Regions from separate parts of the Rattus norvegicus genome. Here region 1 is linked to region 2. A link is a contact called in public Hi-C data. All regions are on one chromosome and are shown on one strand. Each heading gives the region's core, a stretch centred on a gene start, on an enhancer-like site or on the middle of the called end of the contact. The rest is flanking DNA. Distances are from core to core; before and after follow the strand shown. Region 1 holds the start of Nabp1 (nucleic acid binding protein 1). Region 2 holds the start of Tmsb10l3 (thymosin beta 10 like 3).

Region 1 (7,230 bases), core at 4,667-7,166, 150 kb before region 2:
GCACTGACCAAGTTTCTGGCTTGGGGTGTTTATTACTTCAGGTAGCAATATCCAAGTTTGAGACAAAAGAACATTTTCCACTAAACCTCATGGCAAACATTACAAAGTTTATGCAGAAGCCAGACTCACAGAAGCTATATATAAGCTGGTGTCTTAAGTAACTCGCCCTTGAAACAGGGACAAGTTTTCAAGTGATACCCAGTAAGTCCTTGCTCTAAAAATAAATGTTCCTGCTTTTCAGAGTTCCTATTCTTCAACAGGATGGAACTGAGCAGCGTAACAGTTTTTCAGTAAAAACCAACCACTCTTTTTAACAAACCAAAAATATAAAAGGAAACCCGTAAGAGACAAAGTTTTCACAGTTAAGAATAAATAAAAGTGCACTAAGTGTTCAAGTAGGTCACGTAGTTTAAAAACTACATGTGTCTCTTTGGCTTAGGTCATCTTTTAAAGGCTCTCCTCGGATCTCTGGCATTACTTATTGTGGTCCTGACTGTTTGATTACTAGGTTCTCCTGGTAGCTGTGGACTGATGGGTCCTGGGCCATTGCTTCTGCCATATTGAAGAGGATATCCCCTAGATTCAGGGCCAGTCTGAACACCATTTCCTAAGAACACACACACAAAAAAAAAAAAAAAAAAAAAATAATCATCATTTTCAGAAATGGTCCATATTTGCTACAGAAATGCAATCGTTAAAGTTCACCCACACACTATGACGCTGTCAAATACCAGGAAAAACAAGCACTTTTTAATGAAAAGATGTGAGCTCTGTCTATTAACAAATACATTACTTGGTACTGAATGACTAGAAAGCGGGGAAAACAACGTGAGCATTAAGACTAAGAACAGGGTATAAAAACAAACACACCCCAAAAAATGAACTGCAGAGAAATGTTTGAGTGCTCCTGTTCGGCTCTGTATTTGAGTACTGGTGTTTGACTCAAATACAGTTAATGTTTCAATGTAATCAAGCTAGTGGTGGACACAATGGTTTTCCACAATGGGAACTGGTCAAATAAGCCTCCTGCTACCCTAATCAACTCCAATTACAGAAAGATAGATACATCTTAAAAGACATATCCTAGGTTATTCAAAGACAAAGAATTTTTAGAGCTCCAAGATCACTGGTCAGAGGTTTGAGGAAGACAGACTGCTCTTTTTAAAACAGCAGCTAACCAAGAGCGTGTGCAATGTTAAGGTGCTCTCTGCTCCACAGCACCATGTCTGGATAGGTATCTAGCAGTGTCCAAGACAACCAATAATTCTGCATGTATTATAAATAACCATTACAACAAAGACACTGGTAAAATAAGAAAAATAAATAAAAGATCTCATCAGAGGGTCACCAAAATTAATCTAGTTATAATTAATATTTGTCATAATAGGTCTCAGTGTTTAAATAAGAATGTGCTAGGGTTGGGGATTTAGCTCAGTGGTAGAGCGCTTGCCTAGCAAGCGCAAGGCCCTGGGTTCGGTCCCCAGCTCCGGAAAAAAGAAAAAAAAAAAAAAAAAAAAAGAATGTGCTTAATATACTAGCTGGACAAGTGTCTTCCACCTTCCCCCAAATCTTTTATTTGTGTGAACTTGTTTACTAGGAGTTCCTCTTTAACACTAAATTATGCATTAAGAGAATTTTCCCTTTACATTTCTCATAATTCCTATAATGTCTACATATCATCACAACTATGGAAATATCTTACCCACTGTCCCGAATATACTGGTGTTCATTTTATCCTTCTGTTCATTTTGTACCTAAAAGACAAAAGCAACATATTTATAAAATAATTTTTTTAAATATTAAGGGTTTTAAAAATGATTTTCAACAATATTTAAAGGTTTGTCCAAATCCATTCAATGTTAAAGTATTCGGAAATCTTTCTCAAGTCTCTTATAGCTTTTATTATACTCAATACTGGCTGATATTTCCTTCAAGTCTGCAAAGTACTAAAAAGCATGTGTTAGAAATTGTATACAAACTCACAGAATGTAATGAAGGCTACTTTAAGGGTTGTTTTGTTTTGAGATCGGGTCCCATGTCCCTAAAGTAGCCTCGCACCCGCACCCGTATGTAGTCAGGATGACTTTGCACTTCCTATCCTACTTCCAGCCTCCTAAGAGATGGGACTTCAGACATGCCCCAGTGTTTGTCTTTCGCAGTACTTGTCGGCAGAGCCCAGGGCATCATGTATCCTAGACAAGCAGGCTATCAGTGCAGCTATATCCCCAGTCCTCAAGATTGTTTTATAATTCTTCTCATTACACTGTGGACATCAGAGGCTTACCCTGCTGACAGAACTATGGTACACAGTCAACTTAACCCAACCCTAAAAATATACCATATTTTTTGATTAATTACCACTCTGTTCTGCTGTCCTCTATAATCTGGGTTTGGCTCACTGAAATTTGGCACTTCTGAATACACCATACAAAATCTGAAATAAAGGACAAGTTAAATGACTTCAACTTTTTTGTATAATCTCCTTAACTTACAAGAATAAAAACCTTAGGTGTCAAATATTACCTTAACAGTAGCACGTTAACTAAGAACAATCATAGCTCTTCAATTCTAAAATGAACTAGATCCAGTTTGGGAAAATCTTAAATTGACCCTGACAAAGAACAGCTATGAGGAAATGAGTAACTTCCTGTGGTTCTTTACCTAGCTGACCACCATTATTGCAGAATCTCTGTATTTATGACTATCTAGCCAGATCCTGCAATTGTGCCCCACAGACCTTCATAACACATGACTCTAAGGAGCATCATTCTGCATACGAACCTACACCAGTCCCAACAATCACCTTCCTGATGAAGTGGTAACTCAGATTCTGATGTTTAATCAGATTACACTTTTTCCCTTTCATATTAACCAAGACACAATTCATCTCTGGTATGAGTTTTCCTCTCTCTTTTTTAGTTCCATTTATGACTTCTCTACTCCAATCTAATGAGCACTAAGATATATCTAAGCATTAGCAACCAAAGAGAATGGACTAACAATTTGGCTCATTATGTATAACACACATTATGGATGAAACCCAGACAGGTAGGCTAACATGGAGACTAAAACACTTTTATACTCCCCACATGTTCCTGCAGGTCAGGATGCAGTCATTACCCACATGGCACACACTAATTGTGGCTGTATGTACTATACATAGAATAGGACAAACAGAAGGCTTCAACTTTCACTACTTAAAGTCCCTTTAACTCTAGTACAAATTCATCCATAGAGACAATGAAAACTATAGATCAAAACCCATGTCTAGATTCTATTTTAGTAAATCAAGAGAGACTACTTCAAATGACACCTGAAAGACACATTTTTCTAATGTTACAGACAGGGCTCCACTGGAGCTTGTCTAAACTCAGGTCTGCTGGGAAAAGTTCACCTTCTCAACCACAGGGAGCAGAACTGATAGTGTTTAAAACAGTTACCTACCTACGGCATAAAGCCAAGTCTTCACAGGCCAAATGAGTGGCTTACAGTTTATACTTACCAATTATTCTATAAACATTATTTGAAATTTAATTAAACAAAATGCACTTTAATACTTACTCTCCAATTTTTTGAAGTTCACCACCTCTTCCAGTATAAAGTGTCAGGCATCCTTTCCACATTGATGCATATCTAGAGGAAAAGTAAATTATGCTTTCAGTAGAATGTATAGTATTTTCTTTTATAGTTATTGACATGGTCAAGGATGATATAAGTCATCTACTTCTGCAGATCGCAGTTCTCAAACTCCTCAAAGTTTGGCACAACTTTATAAAGGAGCTAAAAAAAGACCACTAACCTTCCTCTTGCCCTGCTGGCCTTCCCAAATTTTGCAAGTTTTAATATCAACATAATGAAACCAATTGTTTAGTGTGAACAATTTTAAATGTGAATGACATCATTAAATCTAAGGAAAATATAATCTAATCGAGTTAGCAGAATCAGACCAAAGTCTGGTTTTTTTCAATGTATTTTTGTACAACTACCAAGGTAACTTCGTGACTAAAAACATATTATGATTAGTAGTAGTATTGTAGTTCTCCCCATAACCCCCAAAAGAAGCAATTCTCTTTTGTGGGAAAAGCTATGAAAGTTAAGAAGATGTAATTTAATGTCACAATGACTCGGTGAATAAGAATAAGATGCCTAAGTTCTGACTCTCACTTCCTGCTTTGATGACACTTTACCTCACTTCCTGAAAATGCTGTAAGGCCTGTAAGATAGTATCAAAGAGCTCCTGCCCAAAGACTCAATACTTCTTAGATTCTCTTAGCCCAACAGCAATTGCCAACTATTTTTCTGATGGCTACCAATAAAGTTATCACAATTCTCTCAATCACAGAAGCTTCCATATTCTACTTTCTAAGATTCTTTCCTGGACTTCTCTTAAGACCAACATTTGGTAAAAATTTCAAGTCTATGAAAAAAAGTACTCTATCTCCATAACCAATTAAATATTCTGAATGGATCAAAGATGCTCTCTCCTGCCACTTGGTGTTTTATTTTGGTTTTCATGAAACACTGATCTTGCTGAGTACATGTGACCACAGAAATGTTAAATTCAAGCTGGGACTGTAAGTCAGATGGCAGAATGTTTGCTTGGCATGCAGAAGGCATTTTGTTCTTTCCCCAGGACGTTTCGGTACCCGCCTGGAATCCTACCACCTGGGGAAGTGGAGGCAGGAAAAAGCAGAAAATCAAGGTCATTCTCTTGGGCATCTTAAAGTTCAAAAAGAACCTGGAATACAGGAGACACTGTTTCCAAAATGAAGGCAAAATTAGGAGTTAAATTCCCCAGCTATTCAATTTATGTCCATACCACCTAAATGATGAGTACAAATAAGGTACTGAAAGGATTTCATGGTACAAGGAAGGAGGTGGAAGACATGGAGTGACTAAAAAGGAAATGTGTCCAAGTGGTGTGGCACAAAAAACTGATTTGGCAGCCAGGTCTCTGTAGGTTCGAGGACAGATTAGTCTATAGAAATTGCTCCAGGTTATATAGAAAAACCCAGTCTCGAAGAAAGGGGAAAAAAAAAGGGGTAATGTGGTCTTTATCGGCCTCACTGATAAAGGCTCACAAACTTCTGTGGTATTTTCAAAATAAAATTAACCTTTAAGATTGGATGATAGGAGTTAATTCCCTACTTAAAACAAGGTAGCTGTGAAAGGTGAGCTGCCCAATGCTGTCCACTAAAACGGCTCACTTCTTGAAGTGGCCCATGGAAGAGCCCGGCAAGTTCTGAACCCCGGAAGTCGGCCAACCCCACACCTACCCCAATTTATGCACACCTACCCTCTGGTCAATCGAATAATATCCCCTGTCTGTATGAGCCCTCCGATCTCATCCCACACAGAAATAGTGATGCTTCCCGTTCTATCAGCTACTTTGCAGGATCTCACTTCATGGCCGTCTTTGGTTTTGGTCACTCGTCCTGTGAAGATTTAAAAAATCAAACAGGGGAGAAGGAAAGATGTGTTAGATAAGGAGTCCATTCGAGAGAGCTGTCTCACCCTCCTCTGGCATGCTACGTGACTGACTTCTGTCCCCGGGTAGGAGTCTCAGCTGGGAGCACGTGGGGTCGCGGGCGGGGAAGAAGTCCGAGCGCTCGAGGGTGTGGGGCGGGCTGCGGACCTCACTTACCTATCTCCAGGACAATAAAGACGACATTTAAGTTTTTCAGTCCGGCCTTAATGTCTTTTATAAAAAGAGGAGGGTCGTTGACCCCATGCATACTGAGAGGCAGGTGCGGCTAAGCTTCAGAGACCCTCTAAGCAAGGCTTCCCACCCTCCGAGGCCAGGGGCAGAGCCGGGGGCAACCTGAGGCAGGCCTGGCGACCAGAGTCGGGAAGCGGTTATTCAGGGGCCGGGGAAACCAGCCCTAGAGGCGCCAAGCCGAAAGGGGGAAAAAAAAATGGAAGAGGGGAGTGGGGGTCGGGGGAGACTCTCACAAGTTCCAAAATCAAAAAAGCACCCCGAGACCGCTCCCAAGTGGGCGGCGAGCAAACGAGCGTGCAGACTGCCGCCTCCGCTAAGGGAAAAGGGAACAGGGGACGGCCCTGCCCGAGTCCCGCTTTCCCTCAAACACACGCACACGCGCGCGCCCCCTCAGTCCCAGGCTCCGGGAAGGTACGTGACAGCAAAACAGCAACGCTGTACACCAACCACGCAGCCCGCGTCCGAAACAGCAACCGGCGAATGCGCCCTCAGCTTTATTAAGCCGCGCCCCGCCCCTTATGGCGTCACGCGACGTCACCACGCCCACTAGCACGCCTCTGGGGCGGAGCCCAGCGCCAATGATCACGCAGCCTCTCTAGCTCCTCCCCTGCTGTCAGCTCAAGCCCCGCCCCCAGGCCGTCCAATGGGCTCTCGGCCACACCCTCTTCCCGCCGGTCGCGCAGGTTTCCGGGTTTCTGTAGGGCTGTGTCTTTTGCTGCTCGGAGGGAACTTAGGCTTCTTTACCTAGTTCCTCAGGAGCCTTCAGTTCGGTCACCTTTGCCCTTTAGGATCAAGGAGGGAGAGAAAGATCGAACTGAAGGCTCTCAAGAAAGAGTTTCCAAGTCGCAGGGAACTTGGCGATCAACTTCTTACTTTAGAGGTGTTTAAATTGGGACCCAGAAACACCACGTCGTCTTTTTAAAAGCAATTTGTAAACCTGTTCTCATGCTGATAATAACCATACACAGTTAAGTTCCACAGATAATTCATTTTTTCTTTAACCCTTTTCTTTAAATTTGGCTTTTATATAACTAAGGTGAATTAATCATACACTGGTGAAAAAGAACCTTAAAACAAAACCTAAAAGGGAGGGGTGTACGTTTTACAACCAAACAAGCTGGAGCTGGTGCCTAATTGTGTGAACTTGAAAATAGTTGGTTAAGCTTCCTAGCCAGAATTTAATATTCTGAACAATAAAACTAAGATCCTTACCTCATAAGGGAAGAAATGGGGTCATAAATAAATTGCCCAAGTGATGTAGCAAATAGATCCGTGATCAATATTTCATTTCATCAGTTTTCTATTGAAAATAATAACCTGTTATTTAGTCTCGTGATGAGTGATAATTTTAACCCCATTTTACAAGTAATAGAACTCACTAGAGAATAACCAAACAGGGTTTCAATTTAGGCAATCTTGACTCTAGGAGGCTTCAACCAGAAATATTTTATGTTGAAGTAGTGTGATTGTAAGGCTCCAAAACAGACTGAAGAAGTAAAATGGAAAGAGCA
Region 2 (7,732 bases), core at 1,091-3,590:
GGAGGAAATCATTCCTTGGAAATGGATGACAGGGCATCGATACCTTGAACTGTGTAAGCTTCCCAAAGAGGAGGTAGAAAATCAGAGCTGCTAAGTCCTCAGCCAGTGATGGGGGAGCTTCTACCGCATACATTAGGTGAATGGGAGACTCGGCTCAAGACCTTGTCACAGGTTGTAATCAAAGTTCTTGAGAGATGAGGGCGGGAAGGGTCATGAGACTCAAAGCCGGTGGCAAAGGTGAAGACAGAGGGAGGGGGAGGGGAATACTATCAGGCTTATTCAGTATAAAATTCCCTCATTATGAATTATTGCCTTCCAAGGCTCTGGAGACACGAGTTAGCAGTTAAGGGCCTTTGTTGCTCTTTCAGAAGACAAGAGTTTGGTTCCCAACACACATGTATGGCAGCTCACAGACACTTGTAACTGTCATTCCAAGGGACCTAACACCATCTTCTAGCTTCCACAGGCATCTCACACACACACACACACACACACACACACTCACACACTCACACATAAATAAAAATAATCTTTAAAAACTAAATTGTCTTCTAGAAAGCATATATCAATTGAATCTGTAATGAACAGTATGCCTAAGTCGTTTTGTCTGTCACCAAGAAACATCATGCTCTGTAATTTGGTTGCCCAAACAGACTTTAGTTGTGTTAAGAGAATCGGGGGGTTGGGGATTTAGCTCAGCGGTAGAGCGCTTGCCTAGCGAGCTCAAGGCCCTGGGTTCGGTCCCCAGCTCCGAAAAAAAAAAAAAAAAAAAAAAAAAAAAAAAGAAGAGAATCGAGTGGCTGACACCAATATTGCTAGGCAAGTATTCTTTAATAGCGAATAAGTAATTTGGCATTTTGCTTTATCTGACAGTGAGATTCAGAGACTCATGAACCTGAGTTAGCCTGACCCGAACAGAACCACTTCTCATGGAGATGATGCCATGTGGTACCATGACCAGCCAAAGCCGGATAGTGTCTCCAGAGACCAGTCAAGGCTGGACAGTGTCTCCAGAGACCCACAGTGCTGGGCTGGCCTCCAAGGCCCTCTGGGAGGCCAGCTGGCTGCCAGCTCTGCCTCTCTTTAGCCCCCGTTTAAACTGAAACAAGCGGAACAGCAGGTTTTGAGGAGGGAGGACGGGAAATGGCCTCAAGGGACTGAGAAACTGGCTGTTCACAGAATAAGAAACCCAGCATCTAATTGCAAGGCAGCTAATCGTAGAGCATCTAATTGAGAGGGAGCATTTGAACAAGGAGCAGAAATAACCCTGACTCCATTCAGCTGAGAATGCGGCCCCAGCAGCCTGGCAGTGAACAGTTCCGTTACGAACAGAAGCATCAGGGCTGCGTGCAGCACACAGGTGCTGGTGACGGGGCATGTGCACATTACCATGACAGGCAAACACAACACCAGGAAAACATTTTATCTTCCTGCTTATCCCCAGAAGGATTAATAACCAGAGGGAGTGGGGAGCTGCGTTCTTCTTCGTTTGGAAATGAGCTACCACTAATGCCAAGCTCTCCAAGTTTATAGAGCAAATACCTGCTCGCACTAAAACTGCCACATGTTATAAACCTCACCAAGGAAGTGAATCCATCACATTCTCTCTCCCTTAAGAATGGTTTTTCCCTGGAGTACATAACCCATTACTGCATATCTTGTAGAAATCAAATGCAGGCTCTCTCTGCTACCACAGAACAAATCGCTTTTGTAGAAAAATGCACAAATCATAACATTTTGTTTTGCTTTAGCTTTGAGGCTTTTTATGGTTATTGTTTTGTTCTTTTCCCTTGTTTGCAGGCGGCGGCAATCCTTAAGACATTTCTGGACTTAGCCCCAGGCAAGGAAGGTTTGGTACCCAGCCTTGGTCACCAGACCCTGAGTCAAGGGTGGCCCTGAAGCCAGCTCTGGACCTCCCAGTGCTAACAACTTTCATTTACTCTAAGCCATTTTCTGACTCAGTTTCCCTCCATTTCATACAGATTTTTTTTATTTGATCCCTCTGACAGAGAAAATGTTTCTGTCGTGTCACTGCCTGTTACCAGACTGTTCTGTGGAATCTGGAACTGTCACTCAGCATTGTGCCCCAGGTCCAACATTGATTTGGTACCTGACGAACCATCTAATACATATTTGAGGAAAGACGGCACAGTTAAAAAGAATGAGACAAATATATTTAAATAAGAATTTTAAAGGGATCTAATGGCTAATTACAATGCTAGAATTTAAGAAAATTAATATTTGCATAATGCCAACTATAAACGATCATTCATTCTCACACAACTGAATCCTAGCAGGCACTCTACACTGACTACATTTCCTGCTGCCTTTACAAAGGCAGGCAGCTCTTAAAAATCAGGTGATTTCTGAATGAAATTTAGAAATGTCAAGTAAGAATGATTAACTGGGTCTCTTGCTGCAGCAACGCGAGTGGGAGTACCTGGAGTGCGAGCTCGGAACGAGAATCCATGAGTTGTAAGAAAATGGCAAACAAGCCGGACGTGGGGGAAATCGCCAGCTTCAATAAGGCCAAGCTGAAGAAAACCGAAACGCAGGAGAACACCCTGCCGACCAAAGAGACCATTGAACAGGAAAAGAGGAGTGAAATCTCCTAAAAGCCTAGGAAGATTTCCCCAGCCCACCCCTTCATCTCCAAGACACCCTCGTGATGTGGAGGAAGAGCCACCGACAAGATGGACCAGAGCCGCAAGCTGCACTGTGAACCCGGGCACTCCGCGCGGATGCCACCGGCCCGTGGATCTCTGAAGGCCCCCCCCCCCCCCAATAATAGGACTGCCAAATTTCGCCGGTTTGCCCTGGGATAGTATAGAAAATTATTTGTAGGATTGATGAAAATAAAACACACCTCGTGGCAAAAAAAAAAAAAAATGAAACTGTAAAACTCTCAATACTCAGTCTCTTTCTTATATTTTTGCCTTATCAATGCCTAACCAGTTAGGTGCCTATTTTTTTTTTTATAAGGTAAGTTCTTCGTGGAAAACAGGAGGAAGCAAAGATGTATTTTTCTCAAGGAGAAGTTTTGCATGCTGTGTTAGACCATTTTGAATGCTGGAACTCATTATGATTCCTTCAATGCAATAGAGTGTGAGTGCAGACAGTGGCATGATACGCTAGGGAGGTGACACCACATACAGCTTAATCTGTGAGGATGCACAACTGTTCTGCTGATGCTGTGGTGCTGGAGGTATTGCTAGTAACGACCAAAGGAACAGCATTTTAAGAATGGACTTAACTTGGGGTGATCCTACTGTGACTTCCTACAGACTGACCATGGGCAACCTTAGTTATTACTTTCTTCTAAAGATAGAGTCTAGAGAAGGTTTAACCTTAGTTTCCTGTTGGGTTGATTGTAGAGAAACATGATTTGCTGTACCAAATCATGCCTCTTTGCTTGGCTGAAGCCTTTGTTGGCATAAGGCCATCTCAAGAAGACTAGTTTTCCCTCTACTAATTTCTGTCCAGTCATTACAGGAAGATGTTAGGCAGAGCTGACTACTAGAATTTTGGACAACTTTGTTGGGGGCATGGTGGAGTTCAGAGGCCCACTGATTGCAGCTAGAATATCACTGGAGATAAGGCCTCTCGATAATGTTTTTCATTCTAGGATCACTGAGTTCATTTCAGCCCAAGAAAGAAAATTTGGTGTGAATAAGAGATCTTTTTGGAGAGGTGGCTCTATGGTTAAGAGGCTGTTCTTCCAGAGGTCCTGAGTTTAATTCCCAGCAACCAGATGATGGCTCACAATCATTTGTAATGGGATCTGATGCTCCCTTCTGGTGTGTCTGAAAACAGCTACAGTGTACTCATAAAAACATAATAATAAATAAATCGTTTTAAAAAAAGAGATCTTTTTGAACAATTCTTTTTAAGAGAATTACCCCGAAGCCTATCTCCTATACACAGTTCATGAGTTGTTTGCCATTTTAAGAAATAAAAACATATAGTTAGGGTTGGGGATTTAGCTCAGCGGTAGAGCGCTTGCCTAGCAAGCGCAAGGCCCTGGGTTCGGTCCCCAGCTCCGAAAAAAAGAAAAGAAAAGAAAAAAAAAGTCTCCCAACCAAAAAAAGCTCAAGACAAGATGGGTTTATTGCAGAATTCTATCAGACCTTCAAAGAAGACCTAATACCAATGTTCAACTGTTCCACAAAATAGAAACAGAGGGAACACTACCCAATTCTTTCTATGAAGCCACAATTACACTCATACCTAAACAAGACAAAGACCCAACAAAGAAAGAACTTCAGACAAGTTTTCCTTATGAATATTGATGCAAAAATACTCAATAAAATTCTCACAAACCAAATCCAAAAAAAAAACATATAGTTGATGAATTTGTGATAATCCCCAAAGTAATTGTTTAAACACAAAGTAATAACATGTCTAAATTCTAGGTTCTTAGGAGAAGTTCGAAGGCCATGTGCTACAAAATTTTAATGTATCTATTCAAAGAGAAATGAAGTAACAAAAAACTCCATTTTGAAGTCTGGAAAAATTCTGAATATAATCACACCAACATTCAAAAATGTCCTTGAACTTTACCATAGAATATAATATGCCCTTCATAGTAAGCCTTTAAAGTTTGTTTAATTTTAATTGTGTGTGTGTGTGCGTGCGCGTGTGTGCGTGCGCGCGCGCGCGCGCACAGGCATGCCTGTGCCCATTCATGTGCATGTGCGTGCATGTATGTGTGTGTGTACAGGTGCCCACCAAGGCCAGTCGTATCAGATCCCCTGGAGATGGAGGCTCTTGACCTGAGTAATGGGAACTGAACTCTGGTCTTCTGTAAGAGCACTATACTCTGTTAGCCACTAAGTCATCTCTGTAGTATCAAAGTCCCATTTTTAGGTGCTAGATTTCCTCTGTACTTAAACTTTTCTCCCTTCTTCATCTGTCCTTTAACACCTGGAAATAGAGGAGCAAATCCTCTGAGTGACATTGCCCTGTGTTTCCCTCAAATACCAGTCTTGGTTTAATTTTCACACATTGACAAGCAAAGGAGAAAGCTTTGTTGCTGTTGGAACCTGAGAGGTTCATGATGGAAAAGCACACACAGCCCGTTAAACAAAGCCTCTGGTTTTACAGCCTATATATACTGCGGCCTGGTGTGAAGGACTAGTACCAGCCAGGGATGCCCCTTCAATCTCAATCACCTACCATTCAAGTCAGCATCAATCTACTCAAGTTTCAGAAGTCCCTTAGCAATCTCTTCACTGCCTATTGTGTGAATTTTCCTAAGAAGCTCTGAACAAATGTGTTTTCACTCCTGATAGGGCACTAACAGGAAATCACAAGAACAACTCTTTCCAAGTCTCAGTGAACCAGTGAGCTTACTGGTGTTACTTTTGGGTAAAGGATTTCTTATAGGAACATGGGTGACCCAAAGGAAGTTGCATTATCAAAAAACCCAGCCCAGCATGGGCAATGACTCACAAAAGCTCCATTCCTGGAGCTCCCTGCATGATTCAAAGGTACTCTCCTCCCTATAGCAAGTATTTATTGCTTTTATGGCTTTGAGGGTGTAAACGCATGTGAATCTTGTAATTTTCAGGAATGTCCTGAATCTTGTAAGTTTCATTTACTTCCCAGGCCTTGTATGTTTTCCCAGCTTTCTGGGGTTGGTGAGCCTTCTTGCTCCATCAAGGAGAGAATATTTTAATGTGAAGGAAACTGCTGCATAGCAGTGCCTTAATTTAAAGATATAATGCTGATGTGAATACTTTCTTTCAATTCACTACTACACTGGTCCATTTAAAGCATTAGTGTCAATGTAAAGTCAAATTTCCTTTTCTGAAGTGTTCTTTGACTATTACGGTTTCCTTTTTGTATCCTTTTAATGAATGCTTCGTAAATTCTCTCTCTCTCTCTCTCTCTCTCTCTCTCTCTCTCTCTCTCTCTCTCTCTCTCTGAGGTACTCCTGTCTTTTCCTATCATACACCTGAGTAGATTCACTTCTTGTGACTGCTTAGACCATGTCAAAAGCACTTGTTTTCATTTTCTCTATCCCATAACAAGGCTTTGGAAAGGGACCTATACTCCCTGAGATTCTTCTCCATAAACCCTAAATGACTACATCTTTCTTTGGACATGAACATGCCTAGAGGGTACAATACATACAGGTCATTTATAACAGATAATGGTGTCTGCAGCACAGGAGGCTTGTCAGGAATCCCTCAGTGTTCTTAGTTCTTTGCAGAGAATAAATCACTTCGTTTTACAATAGTCCTAGAGTGTTGATACACTGTTACCTTCATTTCAAAAGGTGGACATCTTCGGCAAGGGAATTTGTTTCTAAACTCAAGGAATTTAGGCTGTGTGGACCAATGTTACTCAGGAAGTTGAAATGGGGCAGAATTTAAACACAGGGAGTCTAGTCTTAGGAGCCAAATCCTTGAAGGTAGGGAGCACTGGGAAAGGCTATAAGGACTAGGAATGAAATCTGGTGTCTTAGATATGCTGGGTAAGAATTCTACCACTGAGCTGTATCCTCCATGCTGATGCCATATTCTAACAGCAGAACTATTCTGCCTGCCTCTGTGTGTGTGTGTGTGTGTGTGTGTGTGTGTGTGTGTGTGTGTGTGTGTGTGAGAGAGAGAGAGAGAGAGAGAGAGAGAGAGAGAGAGAGAGAGATTAGGTCATAGCTTCAAAGCCTTAACCATCATCTTTTTATTTAGAGATGAGTGCTCTAAAGCAAACTGGCATCTCCATATCAACCTACAAAACCACCACTGAGGGCAGATGCAGGAAGAGCTCTGTAAGTTCAAGGCTTGTCTGATCTACACGGCAACTTCTAGGCCAGCTGGGGCCCTGCCTCAATCCAACCACCCCAGAAAGAAAGAAAGCCGGCTATTTGAGAATAGTGACTTAGCCTTTAACCCCAGCACTCAGTAGACAGGAGGATTACCGTGAGTTCAAGGCCAGCCTAATCTACTTAATGAGTTCCAACCTGGACTAGAGAAAGAGAATCTGTGCAAAATACCTCCTAAGAAATATAACTTACACACAATGACTTGTTACTAAGACTGTTAAGAGAGAATTAAGAGAACAAATTCCTCAAGAAATTTCAGTTGAGATAGTATAACATTGAGACACACAAACCTTTGTATTTGGAAATTACTCTCCCTATTCAGTACTTCCTGAAGTTATTAAGGAGGTATTTTATTAAAATCCAAAGCAAATCTAATTCAAAAAGAAACGTGAGATTTAACAAACAAGAAAACCAGCTAAGCAATACCAAACAAAGAAAGCATGTGGTGGTAAGTACAGAACAAGGGCACACCGTGAGAGTTGGGACCAATCACCTACCAAGAAGCAAGTTAAGGGACAGAACGCAGTACAGAATGGCAAGGAAGTTATGGCAGGAAGTATGTGAAACGCACGGTTACCCTGCGTAGAAGAGTAAGGAAGCAGCTAGAGATGAATGCTACTCTTTAATTGGTTTTTCTCTCTTCCCTACAACCCCACCATTTATTTGGTCCTAATTTATTCATCCTAATTTAAAACCTCTCTAGAAACACTCTAACGAACATGTTGTTACAAGTGGTGTGGCTACAAGGGATTCCAAATTTGATGAGTATTAGCCATAACAGCAGCCATATTTTTCTAATAATAAAGTATAAGAACAGATCTCTCTTCCCCTCCCCCTTCCTCTCCCTCTCCTTATATAACTTCAAATACACCAAGCAGTCTTTGACTTTGATCATGTTAGGGATAA

Evidence for each region. Hi-C and Micro-C count contacts between places; a contact is called where the count stands out from the background.
Region 1: a Hi-C map of the A7r5 cell line shows a contact between it and region 2, with 2.9 times the contacts expected there. The contact joins the promoter of Nabp1 here to the promoter of Tmsb10l3 in region 2. A contact is called at or near these places in 12 of 12 Hi-C or Micro-C datasets (the A7r5 cell line, the Rat2 cell line, Schwann cells and 7 more) and 1 of 1 datasets of contacts at active chromatin or transcription factors (oligodendrocytes).

The regions. Positions count from the first base shown.
Region 1 is chr9:57,617,627-57,624,856 of GRCr8, reverse strand. Nabp1 (nucleic acid binding protein 1) reads right to left here and starts at 5,916. Exons shown (of 6, transcript NM_001014216.2): 1 at 5,645-5,916; 2 at 5,297-5,435; 3 at 3,562-3,633; 4 at 2,359-2,434; 5 at 1,703-1,754; 6 at 1-607. The coding sequence starts at 5,735. The coding sequence ends at 441.
Region 2 is chr9:57,461,979-57,469,710 of GRCr8, reverse strand. It overlaps Tmsb10l3 (thymosin beta 10 like 3), which reads left to right and starts at 2,340. Exons shown (of 1, transcript XM_039084568.2): 1 at 2,340-2,746. The coding sequence starts at 2,397. The coding sequence ends at 2,615.